Regions from separate parts of the Mus musculus genome. Here all the other regions are linked to region 1. A link is a contact called in public Hi-C, HiCAR-type and HiChIP or PLAC-seq data. All regions are on one chromosome and are shown on one strand. The core of a region is the stretch at or near the end of the contact, and the rest is flanking DNA. Distances in the headings are between cores, read along the strand shown.

The links. A called contact is a pair of places that touch in the nucleus more often than the background predicts. HiCAR-type assays count read pairs that join an accessible place to other places. HiChIP or PLAC-seq counts read pairs in DNA pulled down with a chosen protein or histone mark.
Region 2: an H3K27ac HiChIP or PLAC-seq map of the NIH/3T3 cell line shows a contact between it and region 1, with 5 times the contacts expected there. The contact joins the enhancer-like site here to the promoter of Irx2 in region 1. A contact is called at or near these places in 3 of 39 promoter capture datasets (the 3T3-L1 cell line, cranial neural crest and hippocampal neurons), 2 of 484 Hi-C or Micro-C datasets (embryonic fibroblasts and mammary gland) and 4 of 115 datasets of contacts at active chromatin or transcription factors (the NIH/3T3 cell line, embryonic forebrain, embryonic midbrain and 1 more).
Region 3: a Hi-C map of embryonic fibroblasts shows a contact between it and region 1, with 2.9 times the contacts expected there. The contact joins the enhancer-like site here to the promoter of Irx2 in region 1. A contact is called at or near these places in 4 of 39 promoter capture datasets (the 3T3-L1 cell line, cranial neural crest, hippocampal neurons and 1 more), 2 of 484 Hi-C or Micro-C datasets (embryonic fibroblasts and tail fibroblasts) and 2 of 115 datasets of contacts at active chromatin or transcription factors (embryonic stem cells and neural tube).
Region 4: a HiCAR-type map of astrocytes shows a contact between it and region 1, with 6 times the contacts expected there. The contact joins the enhancer-like site here to the promoter of Irx2 in region 1. A contact is called at or near these places in 3 of 39 promoter capture datasets (embryonic stem cells and hippocampal neurons), 2 of 484 Hi-C or Micro-C datasets (both in embryonic stem cells) and 10 of 115 datasets of contacts at active chromatin or transcription factors (the NIH/3T3 cell line, astrocytes, embryonic forebrain and 4 more).

What each region holds. Positions count from the first base shown.
Region 1 is chr13:72,627,255-72,630,931 of GRCm38.p6, reverse strand. Irx2 (Iroquois homeobox 2) reads right to left here and starts at 2,112. Exons shown (of 5, transcript NM_010574.4): 1 at 1,619-2,112; 2 at 1-361. The coding sequence starts at 1,870. It overlaps Gm20554 (predicted gene, 20554), which reads left to right and starts at 2,368. Exons shown (of 1, transcript NR_030701.1): 1 at 2,368-3,677.
Region 2 is chr13:71,362,449-71,366,125 of GRCm38.p6, reverse strand. No RefSeq gene overlaps it. Among named protein-coding and RNA genes, the nearest start is that of Gm40998, 30 kb to the left of the region's middle. Within about 2 kb of position 2,010, at least 8 of the 459 cell types and tissues checked have an H3K27ac peak or open chromatin away from gene starts, as enhancers often do. A contact at or near this core is called in the NIH/3T3 cell line, where this site is marked.
Region 3 is chr13:71,435,992-71,439,668 of GRCm38.p6, reverse strand. No RefSeq gene overlaps it. Among named protein-coding and RNA genes, the nearest start is that of Gm40998, 44 kb to the right of the region's middle. Within about 2 kb of position 1,753, at least 27 of the 459 cell types and tissues checked have an H3K27ac peak or open chromatin away from gene starts, as enhancers often do. A contact at or near this core is called in embryonic fibroblasts, where this site is marked.
Region 4 is chr13:71,506,136-71,509,812 of GRCm38.p6, reverse strand. The region is part of intron 1 of 1700112M02Rik (a long non-coding RNA gene); the gene reads right to left. Among named protein-coding and RNA genes, the nearest start is that of 1700112M02Rik, 20 kb to the right of the region's middle. Within about 2 kb of position 2,017, at least 60 of the 459 cell types and tissues checked have an H3K27ac peak or open chromatin away from gene starts, as enhancers often do. A contact at or near this core is called in astrocytes, embryonic forebrain, oligodendrocyte precursor cells and 1 more, where this site is marked.

The DNA.
Region 1 (3,677 bases), core at 863-3,362:
AACTCTCCTCCTTGCTTCTGGAAGCATCTCCCTCGTCCTCGTCCTCATCCTCGCTTTTGTTCCTTGGGGCCCAGGTCATTTTGTTCTCCTTCTTGAGACGTCGGCGCGCGTTGGCGAACCAGGTGGAGACCTGCGTGAGGGTCATCTTGGTGATAATGGCCAGCATGATCTTCTCTCCCTTGGTGGGGTACGGGTTCTTTCGGTGTTCGTTGAGCCAGGCTTTCAGTGTGGCAGTGGCGTCCCGCGTAGCGTTCTTACGGTACGCGGGGTCGTTGAGCTGGTATGGATAGGCCGCACTGCCATATGGATGGTAGCTGATGGCGCCAGTCATTCCGGTGGTGTGCGTGTCGTATGGCGAGCCCTGGAACCCACAACAGCCTGTGAGTGGAAGGTGCATGGGCCCCTCAGGCGTCACCCCCAAGGCGACCCTCCGTCAGCCCCTTGCTGCCTTTCCTGCTAGGCTTCTCTGGGTTGGAAATCTTTCTTTAGCCAGAGAACCAGAAAAATACAAGGCTAGCTGTTGGAAAACAAAACTATTGCCATTTGATTCTAGGATTTTGTTTTAACACTTTACTTTTTCTAAAACGACATAGTTTCCCGAGTAGCGCGAACAGTGTCTGCAAACATATCTGGATAGTCCCGCACTACAGCAAGTAGTTTCTTTATATCTAAATTTCATCATAGGCTTCCCGCTCTGCTCCCTCCTTCCCTTCCCTCCCTTATGTAGCTTAAAAAATACTTCGGAACCCCACTCCGCTATTCACCCTCTAAAGCAGAGTAAATCCAATTTGCAACTCAGAAGCCAGTCAGCGTTTCCAATTCTTCAACTACGTAGTAATTAGCATTTTAATTCATCCTTTAACGTTTAACTAGGAGAGGTTTGTAACCTTTTCCCAAGGCCTGGTTCCTACCCAGGGAATTCCACCTAGAGCAAACCCCCTCCGCCCATACACAATGTCTTCACACACCCCAAAACTGCCAAGACCCGCTCTGGCGGGGCCTGTTTTCAGAACTCAGAGATGCTCAGACAGATCCCGGATCTACGGAGCTGGAACCCATAGGCCTACTACGAACTCTGGCAGCACTTAGCGGGTCCCAAACCCGTTAACACATTATTTTTTTTTCCCTGAAAGCCGGGTCAGCGAGACAGAAAACGGCCAACACTAAAGAGCTTCGGCCTGGGTCTAGGGCGAGAGCCACAGGCTCAGCCTATCCCCACCCCACCCCCCCCCCACCCGCATCCCCACCCCCCCACCCCGTGACCCCGCCGCCACCAGTCTGGCCAAGAAACCCAAAGCTTGCGGCATTGGCCCTAGAGGCCTGGGCAGCCGGGGCCCTCAGCTTGGAACCACGCGGAGAGCAGTGGACAGATTTCGCAGCCCCAGCAATCGGCACGCGCGGATTAGAGATTACTCTTGGCCCAGGCACGGGTGGAGTAGCACTTCGCACGAGCTCAAGGGAAATCAGCCTACGAGCTCTGCAGGTCAGTCCCGTCCCTTGTTTAGTGCGGCAACGGGTGCTGGTGACTTTGGAGCTGCCACCCGCAACGCGTCCCCAGCGCTCAGCTCAACTCACTCCCTGGTCCGGGTCTCCCCAGCCCCCACCCCAAAGCAGTTACCACGTAGGACGGGAAGCCGGCAGCCGCGGCGGCGGCGGCGTCCGCCGAGTACTGCAGCGGGCTGCCGAAGCCGGTTGCCGCCTGCGCTGTGAAGGCCGCCGAGCCGGGGTACGGGCTGAACGCGGAGCCCGACGCCGAACGCGCCAGCTCCTCGCTGCGCGGCGCCGCCAGCGCGGACGCGCCGTACGCGGGGCACGAGTAGAGCGCCAGCGAGCCGGGCGCTTGGTACAGGTAGCCCTGCGGGTAGGACATGGTGGGCGCGGGGCGCGGGGCCCGCGTCACACGGAGCAGCGGGCAGCGCGCGCGGCGCCCTCCATCCACGCCCGGCCGGGGCGCACCGAGGCCGCGGGCCGGAGCAGGCTGGGCTGGTGGGCGCTAGGCTGGGCGCGGGGCTGGAGGATCGGCGGGGCGGCGGTAGCGGCAGCGCGGAGCCGGTGGGCGCAGCCGCGCGCCAGGCCGGCGGTCGGGATTTGGGGGAGTCTGCAGTCAGGAGTGAGGAGTTGAGGAAGGAGCGCTCGAGTTTCCGAGGGACATTGGAACGCCGAGCTGTCCGTCACACTCTCATCTGCATATTCTGGTGCCCGCCCCTCCCCTGCTCCGCCCGCCGCCGAGGCCCCGCTGAGGCCGGGGGAGGGGCAGAGAGCGGAGGGGTGGGAAGTGGAGGGGAAGGCGGAGGAGTGGCAGCCAGAGGCTGGAGGGAGGGACGTGCAGGCTTTTGTCGCGCAGCGGCCTCTCTCCACTCCCGCCCCGGCCCGCAGCCTGCAGCGGTGAAGCCCAGCCTGGCCAAACTGGGCGTAGCGCTCACCCCCTCCCACTGGCACATCCTCTCAGCCACGTCCGCGCACCCCGCCGCCGACTCCCGCCTTGGCCCAGCCACCTTTCTCCTTCCCGGGGCCCCATCCGGGCACTGCCGGCGCTCTTGCTCGCCTAGCACTGGTCAGCAAAGGCCTCCTGCAGTCGGGCCAGGTCCGATCCACCTGGAGAACATACGGATCGGGCACCCCTCATCACCCTGAAGATAGCAGCCCAGGTCGCATGCGGTGTCCAGGGCAGACACCGCAGGGAGATGGAGGGCAGTGTGGAGACACCTGCAGAGTTGCCTGGGCATCCCACTTCTACAGTCCTCTGTCCGCCTGTACTCCAGGCTGAGGCTGCCCGTGTGGCTTCCCGTCCGGTCTCCTGCTCCTGGTGCCTGGGCTGCCAAGCATCTACCCGGAATCTGAGCGTTTCGGTTTGAAGCTGTGGGAGGCCCCGTGGTGAGGCTTCTGTCCAAGTCCACAGAGAAGATTTCAGGCCGTGTTAGGAACATCATGTCCGTTAACGTCTGGAACACGCCAGTGAGTGACTCGCTTCAACAAACGCCACTCTGGTCCAAAAAGAGTTTTTGTTTTCTTTTGTTAAGTTGAATGCCTGTTCGAAATTGGGGGAGAGGTTCCTGTCAGGAGAGCTGACTTGACTTTGCTAGAGTATCCACTGCCACTTCCCGAAAGGACATGGGCCAGCTTGTGAAGTGTCGCAGTCGTGAGGTGGTTCAGGTAACCTGAGGTCCAGGAGTTGACTCGCGGGTCCCTTGAGCCCTTAGGTCCCAGCCCCTAAACTTTCTCGACCATACCTGCTCCCTTTCCCCAAGTGAGGGGAGTCGATGGCCAGGATGGGCACTAGTACGCTGGATGTAAAGGAGCGTCAATGGGGGGCGCTTGGGATTCGTAGGGGTCAGGTGTGAGCTGGCCCGGGAGGGGGCGCCCGCCCAACAGGTGTCTCCTTGAAGCTTGCTAGGTAGAGCACGAGGACTCTGAAACCTGGCGCGCGGGCCTGAGCTTCCATTTTATTCTCGGTGGGCTCTGAAGCTAGTAGAGGGCGGCAGAGTTCTCCTGCCTGTGAGCGCCTGGCTTCTGCTTAGGCCTGGATCGTGGCGCTCCAGCTCCTGCAGCAGCCAGATCCGTGACACCGAATGAATGCTGTAGTCAGCCAGGCTGCTTTTTGTCTTGTCCAGGTCCCAGGGAACCAGGGATCAATTGTAGTGATGGACTGGAGACAATTTTTCCCGGGCAGGCAGGCA
Region 2 (3,677 bases), core at 761-3,260, 1.3 Mb after region 1:
AAACTCTTTAAGTCCTCTCTGTTGTGGACTGAGTGAGCACAGAATATATTGTGTCAGGTTTTCCACTATAAATGTGATTTATTGCCTTTGCCATAAAGTGTGACCATAGAATTAACTGTCTTCAGCCCGAAACTGATGTTTGTTATGTGTAACTTTTTCATAAACAAATTGAAAAAAAATTAGAAAAGTTGTTCTTTCATTAGACATAATTTCTGAGAGCATAACATGATTGCAAACCTGAATGGCATTCAAGACAATTCAAAAATATCACAATGGAGCAGCTACATATTCCATAATTGGGTATAAAAATATTTTATTTGGAAAAAAAATTAAAACTGGTCTGAATGTTGCTTTTTCTTTTTTGACTGAGAGATGTGAGCCTTAAAACTGTACCCCATCATTTTGCCATATATGTGGCCTTGGCCATCGCACAGAAAATCTTTGTGCATTTCAGGCTTAGGAGAAAAGAAAATGTTGGTATCTTGGAATTCCTTTGAGGAATTAGCTTGGGCTTTGTCCGAAGAAAATATAAATGGATTTGCTTAATGGGACTTCAGGTATTATAGTGATTAATAGTATATTGTGCCATAGTTAGGCCTTTCCATCTGCAGTAATGAATTATAAGCATTAAATGTGTATTTATTCCCAGTTAACCCTATTTCTAATCGGCATGCACTAGCCCAAGGCTTTTAAGATCTTTTAAGATAATTAAGCTAATAGGACAGTATAGATCACAGCCTGGCAAACAAACAGCTGGGCTCTGACATGACAGGTAAGCACAGCAGGCTGTGTAGACTGACTGCCATTACTGCTCTAGGCGCTGGAGAAAAGTGTGTGAAAAGAGAGTGGAAAATTGAGTTAACTTGGTTCTGTCTTTGCACACGCACAGCCAACATTAGGGGTCTTAGTTGGTGGGGATTTCTTTTTTTTTTTAATCGGATATTTGATTTATTTACATTTCAAATGTTATCTGCTTTCCAGGTTTCCCCTCTGCAAATCCCTATTCCCTCCACCTGCTTCTATGAGGGTGTTCTCCCACCCACCCACTCCCACCTCACTGCCCTGGCATTCCCCTACACTGGAGCATCGAACCTTCACAGGACCAATGGCCTCTCCTCCCACTGATGCCAGATAAGACCATCCTGTGCTAAATATGCAGCTGGAGTCATGGGTTCCTCCATGTGTACTCTTTGGTTGGTGGTTTAGTCCCTGGGAGCTCTGGGGGCGGAGGGGGTTAAGGTGGTTGATATTATTCTTCCTATGAACTGCAAACCCCTTCAGCTCCTTCAGTTCGTTCTCTAACTAATTCATTAGGGACCCCATGCTCAGTGAAATGGTAGGAATTTCTTGATGGAAAATTCTCAGTTGGATTAATTCCTTATATCAGTGATATTTTTAACCTCAGCTGAAACATTGATTAAGTGTTCATGGTAACTTGAGGCTTTGGGTCATCAACAAATGTAACAATAAAACTGCAGGTAGGCCAGAAGCAGCTGCCTCCCTTATCTTTATTTTTTTCAAATACGCATTTTTGTCAGTTTGGTACTTGGTGTCAATTCCATTTTTCCCCAGGGAAGCCCACCTGGGCATCATCAGGTGTTTCTTCCAATGATCTGCTTTCCCCTGGAACCTAGCAAAGCTGCTCTCAAACTGCATTGGGGTTGCTCACCAGGGTGCTACAGGATCAATGTCATGATGGCTCACTTCAACCTGGTGAAGGGGATCCCCCAAGAAGCTATTTAAACCATAGAACCAAATCATGGAAGCCCACACCATGCCTCATCCCTCACCACAATATAATCCTTCCTTTTCTCTATGCTGAGTCTGATGGGCACACAGGAGGTGGCCTTGTAGCCATGTCCTGTGAACTGAGCTGTCCTTCTAGGAAGGTGGAGCTAGGCTAAGGAGACTTAGAAAGCTAAGGAAACCAATAAGGCCTGGAATATTCAAGAAGCTGTAAGAGTCACCACATCCTAAAAGTCATATAAATGTAAACAGCAGCTGGAGATAGAGGATGACAGAGTTGCTACGTGAGATGAGAGTTAGGCAGGAAGGCCCTGGAATAAACCTTTCCATGTGGACGTGGACTTTGAGTCAATCAGATGTTTTTTGCTGAGTCACCAACACCCTCTAAAGCAACCTTTTATCCATGGTCCCGTGAGTAACTCCCCAAATCTGTTTGCTCACCAAGCTAGACTGAAAAGAAATATTTCCTGTAGCCTGCTGCTGACTTTCTGTCTGGGGTGATTAGACCTATGTTCACATTGCCCCAAGAAAACTCACACAAATAAACATAGTATATGGACCACCAATGCTCCTGACCTGAACAGGATGAGTAAAACCACGTGGACTGGTGAAACAGCCTTGAATTTGAACTACTGAACAAATAGAAAGTATTAAAACCGAGAAGTTTATTGAAGTTATGGGCCAGGGTAACAGTATTTCTGAAACATGAACAATTCAGAGACTTTAACCAAGTGGCCAATGTCTGTGCTATTCCTTAGTGATCCTTGTTAGGGTGATGTTATCCATTCTATCTTTGTGTATCATACCTAAAAAGAGGAGGGTCAGCACAGCAGAGGAGACTCTTTGAGTGCCATGATTGGCTCTTGAGAGAGAGGACATTCTTGTCTGCAAGGATATATATATATATATATATATATATATATATATATATATATATAATTAAGAATATAGGAAACAATCTTAATTTTGAAAACTTTTCCCAACAATCAGCAGAATGTTCGATTTTCCTCTAAGACTTCTGAAAAAAATTCTGAAAACTTGATGTGAGAGACTGTCAGATCCATCACTAGTGCCAACATCTATACGTTTGAATCTGTTATTTCTTCCCTGTATTTAATATGCCTAAGGGCTTTGAAAATCATCTGTTCTAGATAAGACAGATTTATCTGGGACTTAAATAGGTCATTTAACTTTATTGTGATTCTGCATGATGATTCCAAATCCATTCATTCCTGTGAAACCATTAAAATATATTTTCAAGTTTAGTAACATAATTGGGAATTATAAAGCCAAAAGAGACATTTAATTTGTGCAATTACACTATGTACTGAATGTTATAATTTCTGTGGTTATATTTCAATAAACCTTTAAGTCTTTGAATACCAAGTTTTACTTTGAAAACATGATAAATACATGTGTCTAAAACAATGTAATTACAGATTTTATCCCCATTATTCACTACTTGGTGTAATTATTTTATAAATAATTATTTGGTTCCGGTCAGTTTATAAGAGTCACAGCTGATGATCAAGTGAGTATTTCTCACATAAGTACATTTTAATAATTTTCATTTAGGAAGAACAAATGACACACCCTACCACAATACAATGATATGGCGATGACACTCAATTCAGACTAATGGTCAATTAAACTGGATTGCAAGATTGTAATCAAATACTAAGCTCAGATCACCATCAGTCAGTAAAGTTCCCCTCTGTACTGGAATGGACTTGACTTAGGTTTCTAACATAGCAATGGCTAGGATATTTATTTTGGAATCAGAGTTTGTGTGGGCTGTTTCTTGGCTTTCTCAGCACTGGAGGATGCCATCTCTGAGACGGAGGTGGCTGCGTGGGTGAGCACTAGCCACAGGCATGATCACCTATTCAGTGAGAAGCAACAAATCTTAAACAGCAGATACACAAGGAAGC
Region 3 (3,677 bases), core at 504-3,003, 1.2 Mb after region 1:
TGACCATAGCTACTGCATGTCTTAGTTCAGATGAGAGTGTTTAGGCAGAGCCTGGTGCACAGCATCTGCTTGCTATTTGCCTGGTGCCTGAAGTACCTGGGACTGGGTCAACATCAAAATGAAGTATAAATACTTTAACTAATGGGTTTCACAATGAGTATTGATGAACATATTGAGAAGTGCATGCCTTGGCTACGATGGTCTCTTGTTATCACTTAGGAGCAAGCACTTCCTGGTCATGAGTAACAAGCAGTTGTATCAGAAATAGGCAACTGAGCCACAGCCTCGGTGTACATCTTCACACAAGGACATGCTGAGCACATGAACTATCCTTCCTGACTTCAAAGCACAATGCTAACATAAGACATCATTATGGGGGGGGGGGGCTCCTGCAAAGAAGGCTGCTGGCACAGATCACACTACATTTGAAAGTGGGTCATTTTGTTTTTTTTTTTCTTTGGTACAATGTGTCAATGTGTCTGGGATTGTCTTGGACTAACATATAGGTTAACTACCTGAAAAGTCTTCAGACTATCAAAAAATAATACAATCAAATAATTGTATCAACAATAGTCACAATAACAACAAAGGGACTGACACAGAACAGACCCCCCACCCCCTGTGTCCAGTGGAAGGCTAGCTTTAGTCTGCTGACAGCAAAGGAGCCTGTGAGTCCCATCTCTCTGGGTTATGTGAATCTTTGTTATAACTATGTGACCCTGTCCACCTTAAATGGCTGTGCTGCCCCTGTGGATTTAGACTATTTCTGAACCACACATCCACTGATTGATTCTGAGTCCACACATCCTGTAAGATGAACTAGTAAGCTGAGGTTCTAAAACTGCCTGTGCACCTGGGCCTGGTACCCGTGCCTACAACCTTAGCATTTCAGAGGTTGGAAAGCATCTTCAGTCGGAGGCCAGCTTCTGGGTTACATAATGAGATGCTGTCTCAACATCTAGGCTATGAACAAACCAGGCTATGGACCACGCCAACACCAAATTATTGAAGAGGGATTTCCTTATAGCTGAGTGGCTTACTCACAGGATCCTGAGAAGCTCATTAAACAAAGGATAATCATTCACAGTTGTCGCTCTGCTGATCAATGCTAGGAGTGGGGCTTAACCCTAAGGCAAGTTCCAGAATGTGGCCAAGGCTGAGCTAAGCTTTGCCTCGCACTGTTCATCTTTCTTTATTATGTGTTCCCTAAAAACTGTAAAGAGGAGGTTTGAAACCACCTTGAATTTACAACTCTCTATCTTCTAGTGGGACGCATAGCTTATACCTGCACAGTGTCCCAACAACACTGTTTCAGCTAGCAATTGTTGCCTTGCTGTTGATTGACAAAATAAAGAGAACTCAATTTTATCAACCACGAACCTCCATCTGGATCCCTATTGTCCACCATCTTAAGCATTGTAATCAAGCCACTGATTGCTTTTATTTTCCAAGCGAGTTCACTGCCCATCATACTGATTTTGGCACTGTGCAGGTACAGCTTCCTTAGAACACACCAGCTGGCTGAGTTCTTAGCATAAAATAGAGCAATCAGTTAGTTGACTGACTCAGCAAAAGAAGAGGTGTTTTTTTTTTTTTTTTTTTTTTTTCCTAACAACAGCATTGGCATCAGTAGGAGAATGTTAAATGGTGACACTGAAAACTTTAAGGGAAAGCATGTTGCTAGACCACATCTAGAAAGCATCACAGAAGAATGTGTGAGTCAGGCACAGGGCTCTGTTGTTTATCAATTTTTAAAAAATCCTTGGAATGTTCTGTGACATAAGGCACAAGTCATGCAGAAGGCCCGAAGCTCTCTGGTAATCCCTATGAGTTTTCTTCAGTTTGTAACAACAGCAGCATAAGAAGCCCTTTTGTGTGGGACGTCCCTGGGAGGATGGGAAGCAGTTATCACTAGACCATGAGGAATAGGGTCTCACCAAAGAAGACTGTAGAGGAAGGATGTGAGCTGTCTAGGCTATACAGTGAGTACATCTGGGTACACACAGGGAAGAATTCTGAGCAGAACAGCCCTGTGGCCATCTGGAGACCTCTTCAGGATTACAGAATCAGAGAAGAGCAGGCCATGATGACAACACAGATACATCATCCTAGCATTCTAACAGGCCTGCACACACAAGGCCACTTTGGTCCTGGCTTTCTCCCACATTCTCTACCCTGGGCTTCCCAAAGCCTTGTTTGTACTTCCTTTAAAATGTGGTTTCCACTTCAGTTGCAGCAGTGCTGGGTTGCACCTCCCTGGCTTCAGCCTGCATTATCCTCATGTCTTTGAAATGCTTTTTAGGCATTCTATTGCCTTTATCGAGGACATTCTCAAAGTGACAACCAGCCAAGCCTACTGTGCTCTTAGTTATATTGAAGTATGCCTCTGCATCTCTTAAGGCACGCCTCTATAATGGGCTTTCTGACACTTTGTCCAGCCACCCTGGCCTCTTAGGAAATTCCCTCTGAAATCTGTAGTTTTGGTAATTATCTTCCTCCACATAACTTCATGCAAATTTCATCACCTCTTCTACTCAATTTATAAGACCCACTCTACTAATACAACTTAAAACTCTAAGCACATATGATTTCCAGATCCTAGGGTATGCCTGAGCTTCAGGGGCACTGTCCACCACTTCTATGAAAAAAAAAAAAAAAAACAAGGCATTTGCTTATGTGTTCTGTTCCTGTCCCGTGTATACCTAGGCTAAGGCCAGTCACACACAAGACATACACTCATATGTCTATTCTACCCATACGTTCTAAAGGCTGTAAGAGTTACACGCCACAGGAAGGCTCAAAAACAAACTGCAGAAGGAAAACTAAAGGTGATAATTGAACAGCCTTTCTACACAATGAGAAAGCATATCACCACACAGGCAGGATCCAGTTTATTCTAACCCTCTAGCATTGGTTGCCACCTGATGAATTCTGAGGCCTACAGGTTCTGAACTGTCACGAAGCAGCCTCTGAACTGGACATCAGTGTTGAATGTAGAAACAGCCACTGGGAGTAAGCACCTGGCAGTGCGGAATATGTAAATAGCAGCCACGGTCATGAAGGCTGCATTACAGAGGGCTTCCTCCTCCTCCCACAGTTTCTCTGGACTTGAATTTGGGAGGAGTAAAAGGGTCCTCAGGGAGGGGAAGGGATAGTATGTGAAGTTGTATATCCCAATATAGTAGTGATACCTAGATGTTAGAAGACATGTTCCTGGAAACATTCCGTGTCTAAACTTCCATCTTGGCCACTAAAACCAAACTGCTTAGAGTAATCCGGCAACATCATGCATCACACAGTTTCCTACCTTAAAACTGGAAAGAACTCCCAGAGTCCTCATCTCAGACCATCTGAGAGTATTTGGAGGTTGCTGTGGAGAACAGCTTGTGCTAAGTACATTTATCTGTAAGTTCAGTCCTCACATCTCTGGGTACCATGCCTTCAGTATCTTGGTGCCGGAGGAACTGGTGTCTGATGAGGTCTTGTGTTCTTGGCACATGGAGTCTTGCTCTGTACAGAGGAAGGGGGCACCAATCCAATCCCCAGGCTTGGAACCCTCCCAATCTAATGGCTCATCTACTGATACCACTGTCTTGTGGGGAAATTTTTAAGGAATTCGGGAGGCAGACATAATCTAGATTACAGTGTACATAGGAGTGGTTGGCAATACACCAGAC
Region 4 (3,677 bases), core at 768-3,267, 1.1 Mb after region 1:
TTTCTCAACAGCCACATCTGAGTTATTGACACCTCAAGCCCAAGGTAGGGCCTTGATTAAAAAAAAAATCCCTCAGTTGTTCAGGTCCAGTCCCACTGGTGACCAGCCAATGCATAAGTCTCCTACAATGCACACTAGTTTGTATTCCTTTGGGGGGTAATTTCACAGCCACTTAGAAGGCCTCCTTTCACACTGTCTGATTTCACTGATTTATCAGCCAAAACATAGCTCACTCCCTAGAAGAAGTGAAAGACAATTTTTTTCTGGAGTCAAATATTGGTGGTCCAAGTTGAGAAAGAAACATGGACTCGGGTTGCCTCAAATACCTTCTCCAATGTGTTAACAGAATCATGGCACTTTTATAGTTATAGAACAAAAGCAGAAGTCATAATCTAAATAGTTCCCACGTTCATGGGGACATCAGGTAGGCAAGTCACAGAAAGCAAGGATCTCTGCTATAGGCCTAAGATGAAGTCTGATGTCATTCTTCGTTGTTGGATAAGAAGACATGCTCTCTTAAGTTGGTACTTCTGAAAAAGGTTTGCTGTGACAGTAAGAAGGATGCTAAGTCAGATGCAGAGGTGTGCAGCAAGTGACCAAATTAAGGAGTTAAAGTTAGCTCAAGACAATCTATCTGCCTCTAGACCATCAGCATCTCAACACTCTAGACACAACAACAAAGTTCTAAGCAGCCATCAGGACAGCAAGGGTGGGGTGGGGTGGGGCTTTAACACAAGCATAGCTTGGAAGTTCATGGTATTAACCTTCCCGCCTTTACTACACTCTCCTCCTGTGAAGGTGTTAATTTCACAGGATGACCGGTCTCTTTTAGCCATCCTATCCACTGAGGCCGTGGAGGAGGGTAGGTGTATCCCATAGAGCTGGGTTCTCAGGACCACACAGAAAGCAAACAATAGAGCACTGGCTCCTGACCCTCCAAAGACCACAGGTGCCAGAGATGGAAATGATCCATGAACACATGACCATGATGTGTCATGACTTCAAATACAACATGAAGTTTGTCCTCTCATGGGTTCATAGAGGAGTTCATACTTAGCCCTGACTCTACCACCTTCAGCAGCCCGAGTTCTGTGTTCTCCCTGAAGGATGACACGTCCTAGGGGATGTTATCATGACAGGGTGTGGTCAGGGTGGAGAAAAGCAAACCTGAAACAGGCTGCTATCACATACACTGCTGTTCAGAACAGCCACATTGCTTGGGCTTCATCTATACTCATGTTCTGTTTCTAAAATTATCAGTATTCATGGCAGGCTTCTTTGCTTTCCTTAAAAAAAAAATCCTAATCTCATGTCCTTCTGAAATGCCTCTCCAAATATGAAGACATGGTCGTTCCTTGACTCACAGCCTTTGGCAACAGTGTGAAAGGGCTGGCTAGGCCATTTATTTACTCTGCAGCCTGAATTCCGGCTGTGGCACTGGGCAGAGCTTGAACAGAGCTGTCTCCTACTCCGGAGCCCGTGCAGGTGGTGGCGGCTTGGTTATTCTGTTTACAAATCATTAATGAAGTGATTGTACCTCCTTTCACTTGCTAACACTTTGGAACTGTGTGGAGTGATGCATTCTTAAGCGAGGGACACAAGAGCAGAGAGAAGCCCACAACAGCCTTATTATGAGGGCCACACAAACTCGGCAACGCTGGGGTTTATATTAACCCAATCAATTAAGGAGCGATGGAAAGGCCAGGCCCAGGGCACTGGGAAAACCTGACAGCCAAAGTTGCTTGGGGCTCAGTGGTGCCCTCCCCCCTGGAGTTCTCTATCCCCTGGCTGACCACGCTTTCTTCCTGCATGATAAAAGGCCTTTTCAAAGCAGACCTTTGCTGGGGGACACACAGTGGAAGTCACCACATTCTCTGAATGCAATAAATGTCTCTTTTAAATTCGGATGAGGCTGGTGTAAACTCTCTTTAGTGGGGCACTCTTAGGGTTCCGCAGGAAAGGCGCATACATTAGACTACACTGTAACCTTTTGTGCTCAGCCCATCAGCTCTCTCCTGAGTCCCTAAAGTAGGGGGATCCTGCCAGGGAAACAAGTCACACCCTCCACTGAAGCCACCTTTGTGTAGGCCCTCATTTGCATAAGCAGCATGCTGTCACTGGGAAGGCAGATGGCTCCGGGACTCTATCCCAGCAGAGAGGGAACGCAGACAGAGTAGGTCTATTACTGGGGCTTTTCCTTAAACGCAAACATTTCTGGGGCTTCTGGTTTCCCAACTGTAAAGAAATGGGTGCTGGGCAGTGGCTTCTGGGTTTTGTCCAGCCTTGTGGCTCTGCGCCTGCGCACTGAGCACGCTGGCTCTCATCCCTTCCCACATACTATACTGCAGAGTGAACACCACTAACCTACAAACTCCGCCTCCAAAGTTACCTGTGCTGCTGACTCTGAACTTTTACGTGTAGCTACGGGGAAACTTCAAACACCTTTTCATAGACTGTACATGGATTCGGGGTGATTTAAAACTGGATAAAGGTCAGGAAAGCCCTGTTTCTCATTGCAAGCTAGATTTTGTTTGTGGTTTTCTGTGCTGATAAGCCCCTCACTAAACTTAGGAAGGTTACTCTGCACCCTGTGCCGTTCACAGTTCTTGAGCGTGGAGGGATGGTGAAGGTCAAGCCTCTGGGAAAGTCACTTGCCTTGGTATTTGTAGTCATGGTTCTATCAATGCTCTGTTGGGTACCGGGATGTGAGGAACATCCCATCATGTCCCTGAAGCTGCAGTGAGTAAGCCACATGTCCCTGGCTGGGTGTGTTCACACCCGGTAGGGTGACAACATCAGTGTCTCCCTGGCTCTGGGAACGTGAGTATATAGTTAAATATCCTTCAGCACGACTGAAATGTGGCACTTTCCCCAGGAGCTTCTAGAGGCACGTAGACATTCTGTCTCTTGTGGCAGAGTTCCTTGGGAGTTTCCGTTTGTTACGGGCTGTGAGTAGGGATAGGTGATCATTTTAGAAAATGCACCATCATTCACTAGGTTTTGCAGGACCCCTCTCTCCTTCAAAACAAACAAGAAAGGAGGAAGCAAGGACCAGACCACAGGTCTGCTATTCAGTTGTGCAGAAAATGCAAACAAACTTTAAATATGGGGTTTTTGTAACTATGTTTTACTAGTTAGGAAAAAAATATACCACAATGTTAGCAACTCTGTCACAGTTACAATGCTTTGCTGGATACATGGGCTTTCTTTTCCAACTGTGCCTGGTCTCCTCCCCTCCCCCTCTCCTCTCTTCTCTCTTTCTCTCTCATCATGCTCATCTAGGTGTGCAGTATCAATGGGACCCTATGAGCTCTTGCACTTTATTTAAAGACATATTGACACATATGGTACAGAGAGAATGAGGCTGCTTTACCGTGCGTGCATTTTAGGAAGGAGTCAAAATCCCTTGTAACATATCACTCAGACCAAACACTTGACATAATTTAATAGCAACCACGTTCTTGCAGCATGTAAGTTAATACCCGGGTGTAAGGTCATGTCTGTGTACAAACTGTGAAGCCAATCATCTCCTGGACCACATGGTCCATATTGTTCCCTACTGTCAGGCTTCACAATTGAAATTGATGACTGAAGTTCTACCCGTCAGTCAAAGGCTCCATCCATCAAGGACCACAGTGAGGGTGGGGAGTAGAGTCTGGGCACCTTGTCTCTGGTGG